Linked DNA regions of Oryctolagus cuniculus: region 2 is linked to region 1. Evidence: chromatin contacts called from public Hi-C data. All regions are on one chromosome and are shown on one strand. Each heading gives the region's core, a stretch centred on a gene start, on an enhancer-like site or on the middle of the called end of the contact. The rest is flanking DNA. Distances are from core to core; before and after follow the strand shown.

Region 1 (2,961 bases), core at 217-2,716:
CGCCTCTCTCCTGGCTGGTGCACCCAGGCAACCAGCCAGCCAGTCAGCCTTGGGGCGCTTGCTTGGTATCACTGCCTAGGAATCTATTAAGTATTAAACACCACAACTGAGGGATACCCCAGGGGCTTAGAGATTTACTTGCTAACGCAGAATCAGACCTGGAATCAACAACTCGGTTCCTTGAAGCCCCAGAGACCCTGGGGAGGCAGAAGTGGGGGTCAGTTCCCTCCCCCATGCCCCTACTCCATCCCCTCCTGGCTGGCCCTGTTCCTCACCGGGTAACTGGTCAAACCCACTTGCCTATATAGCACATGCCTTCCTTTAATCGTACTTACTATTGTTTTGTTTTTACAACCAACACCAGGCACAGACTTAGGTTTTTGTCACAGAGGTAATCCCAGCACGCATTGTCAGAATCCTTGGGTTGAATCCCTTTCCTGACAGTTACTACCTTGTTACTTTGGGCAAACCTCCTCATCCCTTTTTTCCTATCTGTAAAATGGGCACAGCCATAGGGTTCAACACCATCATTCAGGTTCTCAAACTTTGGTATCAGCAAACTTTGGTCCCTGAGGACTTGCACCTCCAAAACTCATTGATTCAGAAAATCTGAAAATGTCCCTGGGCATCTGAGCAGTTAGCCAGCTGCCTGGTTATTCACATGCACGTTGACCCTGGAGAACAAGGGTGGCTGTTCTCCACAAATTTGACAGCATGCTGGAAGCAGCATGGCATCATGAAAGACGCTGATGTAACCAGTCCAGAATGGAGCCTGGGACTGGGACTTTTACAGATTCCTGGGGTGATTGTCTCCTGCAGCCTGGGTGAGAACCACTGTCATAGTCCAGTGCCTGCCACACAGTAAGAGCTTAATAAATGTTCTGAGACAGCCTCTAAATACATCCACTTCATGACTCAAACTCTGTGCCTTTATCTAACAACAGAAAATACTGAGCATCTCTCAAGTGGCAAGCTCTGGAGATAGAGTGATCTTGAAACCAAAACGAAAAGACAGTCATTCTGCACTCAGAGCAACAACAACGACGCAGTGGGCCAATTTGTCATTTTGCCCAGGACTCCCAAAATTATGTAGCCAGCCTAAGGTGCACAGGCTGAATACTATGAGTGTCTGTGGATCCCAGTGAGAATGTGGTCTTTCTCTCGGAGATAGATAGCCCTTAAATCTCCATAATTTTCTGCCTTGGAAACTGCAACTCCGGGAAGAACAACGGTCTGATAGTTACATTGCAGGCAGGGAGAACAAGGGGAGGGGGCTCTATCTGCGGCAGTGGGACCTGCCCTGACTTGTCCTTCATGTCTGTATACTCCCCTCTGAGCAAGGCTGTCTGAGTGGGAGGTAGCCAACCACAGCCTGGAGCCACCAGCCCCAGCTCCCCTGCCCTATCCACTGCTGTCCTGCAGCCACAGTGCCTTTCCTCCCTGCAGTCTCAGCCAGCCAACTGTTCACAGCTGTGTAAGCAAATGGGAATACTTAATCAGGGTTTCAGCCTTGCACCTGCTCCCTTTGGCTGGGGCTGAGTCTGCTTCGAAGGATAGAAAGGGTGGAGGGGAAATCCTTTCCATCAGGCTGCTACTCAGCCAGCTCTCAGCTGCTCATTAGCACCTAGAGTGAGGCCTGGAAACCCAGCAAACGTTGCTAAGTCCCTGAGGGTGGGGGAGGAAGAGGACTGGAGAGGCCTCTGCTGGTCATCCAAGCAAAAAATCAATCTCTCTCTCTCTCTCTCTCTCTTCCTCCCTCCCTCCATTGCTCCCTCTCTCTCCCTCTCCTTTTTCTCCTCTCTCCTTACCGTTATTCATGCCACTATCACAAGCTGATATTTTATCACATGCTTGGTTACCTGCAGTGGTTAAAAATGCAGGGTGGTTAGGTGAGTATGCAGGGTCCTTCACCAAGCAGTGCAATAGCTTCTCCGCCTCTCCTGGAAGGGGTGTGGGGTGTGGTGGGGTTGTGCAGCATCAAATGGGATGGCAGAGGAGCAACCCCACTACGCAGCCACCAGACACATCCTGCCAGCCTGCAGAGGTTTCTGCTCTTCATCAGCATTGTTGGCCCAGTAGACTTTGTTTTCCTGCAGGTGACAGATTCCATCTTGGAAACCCAGGACTGGCAGCTTCTTTAGGACAGCTGGACAGCAGCAATGAGAACTGCAGCCCTGCGGGGAGGCAATGGCCTGTTACTGAGGTCTGCTGCCCTTGAACTCGGCAGGGCTCTGCAGGCCTCTGGTGCCCTCTGGGCTGCCCAGTTCTTCACTTTTCCTGGCCAGCCCTCCTGTCTCTGTCCTGCCAGATTTGCTACTGCTCCTCCTCCTAGGTCTGGGGGCTTCTGTTCCCACTCCCAGTGGCCGAGCCCAGGTTATGCAGGGCAGCAGAGTTGGCCTGGTGGACAAACCCAGCAACAGCTGCTCCCCTCCCCTGCCCCGCCTCCAAGCTGTCAGGCCTGGTGCAGCCTCCAAGACCTGTCAGCAGAGCTGCAGCCCTGATGGGCCAAGGTCACCTGGGGGACGCCCAGCCTCTCTTCTGTGCAGCTGCACTGCGAGCTGACCAGAGCTATATTCTTTGCTTCCTTCTCTTGTGTGGCTTCTAAGAATTTGGCCACCAGAATGGATTTATTTAGTTCACCTCCTCCAGCTCCAAAACCCACAGCACCCCTCCCCGCTTTATTCATCCTGGTAGACGCAAACTCCCAGCCTTTATGGTCTCCAGCCCCCTCCCTCCTGTCTACCCCCCTTTATATATTTCTCAACCAATCTCATTCCTTTTCAATTCTCTCTGTGGCCTCAATCCTGCAGCCCTGCAAATCTACTCAATGATCTCTGGCACGCAGCCTGTTCCTTCTTATTATTAATAAGCCTGAGAATAATGGATATTAAATAAGACCTTGCTTTCAAAGGGCACTCACACTGCCAACCCAGAGCCTCGCAGGAACTGTGTGAGGTAAAT
Region 2 (2,806 bases), core at 289-2,788, 540 kb before region 1:
TGACAACGAAGGCAGTGCATGGAGGTGGTAGCCAGCGGTGAAGGGCGGGATGGGGGTTGCAGTGCAGACTCTGCAAAGCCCTTCAAGAGTGTGGTCTCTGCAAGAGCCCTGGAACTGCTGAATGAACGCTGCCTGCCTGTGTATGAGCTGCCTCTCTGCCTCCCGAATGCCGCGTCTGCAGTAACTACAACTATTCTGTATGCTGCATTAGTGATGCTGCCTTAGCCGACACATCCCTACTACCGAAATAACAATGCTGGTGTGGTGCTCAAGCCCACTGTCCTTTTAAATTTTTAAACCAAGGCTGTTGAGTGAGTCATTCCATATCCAAGATTTTCCTCCCGTGTTTCTATTTCAAGTGGCTAGGGACCTTAGTGTGTTCCACTAACACCTGAGTTGGTTTTGAGCCAGCTCCCTAATCTGCAAAGCCTTTGCTGTACAAACAACCGTATCCAATCTCCAAACACACACAGACTGCACAAAAAAACAAAACCCTCAACAACAACAACAGCAACAACTCCAGAGCAAGCTCATCAGGAAACCTGAGCTCCAAGGATGCCCACTTGCCCTCTGCCAGTCTCCAACTTACCGAGTGGGAGGGTGATGAAGAAGGGAAGCCAGCACAAGATGAACATACCGACCACGATGCCCAAGGTCTTGGCTGCTTTCTTTTCCCTGGAGAACTTAAAAAGTTTGACAGCTATGGAACTCCTGGGGTTGTGGCCCTTGGCCTTGGTACTGCTGAGGGTGTCCTCATGAAAGTTCTTGGAGTGGATCCTCAGGGTCAGCTCCTTCGAATTGGACATCTCTTTCATGACTCCCGCCTCCAGGTTCTTGGTGGTCCTCTTGGCCACAATGTAGACGCGGCAGTACATGACCAGAATGACGGCCAGCGGGATGTAGAAGGAGCCCAGAGAGGAGAAGAAAGCATAGAATGGTTCTTCAGTGACCCCACATTCCTTGTCATCATTGGGTGCCGGCTCCTTCCAGCCAAGCAGAGGCCCAATGGAGATGACCGTGGACAACACCCAGACACTGAGGAGCGCCAAGATGGCCTTCCTCCTGGTGACCAGCGCGGGGTACTGGAGAGAGTAGCGCACTCCGATGTAGCGATCGATGGAGATGGCACACAGGCTCAGGATGGATGCGGTGCAGCACAGGACGTCCACGGCCGCCCAGATGTCGCAGAAGATGCGCCCCAGCACCCAGTAGCCAAGCACCTCCAGGGCAGCGGAGAAGGGCAGGACGGTGAAGCTCAGCAGCAGGTCCGCGATGGCCAGGTTGACGATGAAGTAGTTGGTGGGCGTGCGCAGGTGCCGATTGCAGGCCACAGACAGAATGACAAGGATGTTGCCCACGATGGCGAAGAGGATGAAGGCGCCCAGCACCAGGCCCACGGAGATGGCCCTGGTGACGTCCAGCTGGGGCAGAGAGGAGTTGCTAGAGGTCTGGTTGGGACCAGTGAAGTTGGCATTTTTCAACTCTCCCCAGTGGGCAGGTGCTGATGTGTTGTGGCCGGTGTCCAGGTCGGGATTCATTTTAGAGTCCGCCCTCCATAGCCAGGGGGGTGATTGGGCTCGGAAGGGCTGCGGCGAAGGCTCCTCAGCTGCCCTGAAACTTTGCTCTGCCCGTGGTCTTCTTCCCAAAGGCGCCCTCCTGGTGAGAAGTCATGTCCCCGGGCAGTGCAGCCCGGCGGCGGCACGTCCCCTGACTGCACTGAGCCGCTCGCTCGCCTGCCGGAGGAGGAGGAGAAGAGGAGGAGAGAGGGGACGAGGCGGCAGCTCCAAGTTTAATGGTCCACGTCAGGCGCGCCGGGCCGGCGGGCGAGCGCTGGCGGGAGCGGGCGGCAGGGCAGGGGCGCGCGGCAGCGCCCGGCCCGCGGCGGCTCTGCACCGCGGCGCCTCCTCCGCCCAGCGAGCGCCGAGGAGGGTCTGCTGTCAATGAGCCGCCTCTGGGCTGACTGCACGGCGGTGACATCAGGCGGGGGAGCCCGGCGCCCTGACTCCGCGCGGCACTAGGGGGCAATGCGGGTCCAGCCAAGGCCCGCGCAGCCCCGACGCCGCGGCGGGAGGCCGGCCGCGCCCCCAGCCGCGCCCGGGGCGGGCCCGGGGCGGGGGCGGGGCTCAGGGCCGGGCGTGGGGATCCCCCGTCACCCACCTGGAGGACTAATCCCGCTGGGATTATTCTCCCTGCTATTCACTCCTCGGTTTCTAAAGTGGGATGGGGTGACTTACCTCTGAATAGGGGGTTGCTTGGAATCAGGACCCGGATTTAATGGGATGTGCAACTTGGCTGGCCCCTGAAAGAGGAAGCATCGCAGGGTTAGGGGAGTGGGAGAGGTGAGAGTATGATCCGAGATAATCAGCCCCCTTGCGTTGTCCCTACTGTGGCTCCGCTTCATTCATTCGCTCAGACACTAACTCATTCATTCAGTGAATTGGTACCCGCTGCTGCCCCCCCGCGGCCCCTCCACCCTGTTGCCTCCTAGGGGCTGTGGGTTTAGCAATCCAACGACTTAGATGCCCGCCTCCCAGGAGCAGGCATTCTGGTGAGAGGAGGCAGACACATCAACAAATTTTAAGGGGTGAGTCACATGAAGACAGGTGTTAGGATGAGAATAAAGCACAGGGAGGGAGATGCAGTGGGTGTGTGTGCGTGCTGGTGGTGGGATCTGAACTTTTAAACAGCTGCTTGGGATGTCTGCATTACTTTTGAGTGCAGACCTGAAGGAGTAAAGGGAAGCAGCCAGTTGGCTGATTCAGAGGAGGGTCTCTGGGATCTGGGTCCTTGGCTAACTTTTTTCTTT

What was found. Hi-C and Micro-C count contacts between places; a contact is called where the count stands out from the background.
Region 2: a contact with region 1 is called in a Hi-C map of an unstated tissue, with 5 times the contacts expected there. The contact joins the promoter of ADRA1B here to the enhancer-like site in region 1. A contact is called at or near these places in 4 of 6 Hi-C or Micro-C datasets (ear pinna, embryonic fibroblasts, skin fibroblasts and 1 more).

What each region holds. Positions count from the first base shown.
Region 1 is chr6:46,309,431-46,312,391 of mOryCun1.1, reverse strand. No RefSeq gene overlaps it. Among named protein-coding and RNA genes, the nearest start is that of IL12B, 82 kb to the right of the region's middle. Within about 2 kb of position 1,466, at least 1 of the 8 cell types and tissues checked has an H3K27ac peak or open chromatin away from gene starts, as enhancers often do.
Region 2 is chr6:46,846,118-46,848,923 of mOryCun1.1, reverse strand. ADRA1B (adrenoceptor alpha 1B) reads right to left here and starts at 1,538. Exons shown (of 2, transcript NM_001082062.1): 1 at 590-1,538. The coding sequence starts at 1,538.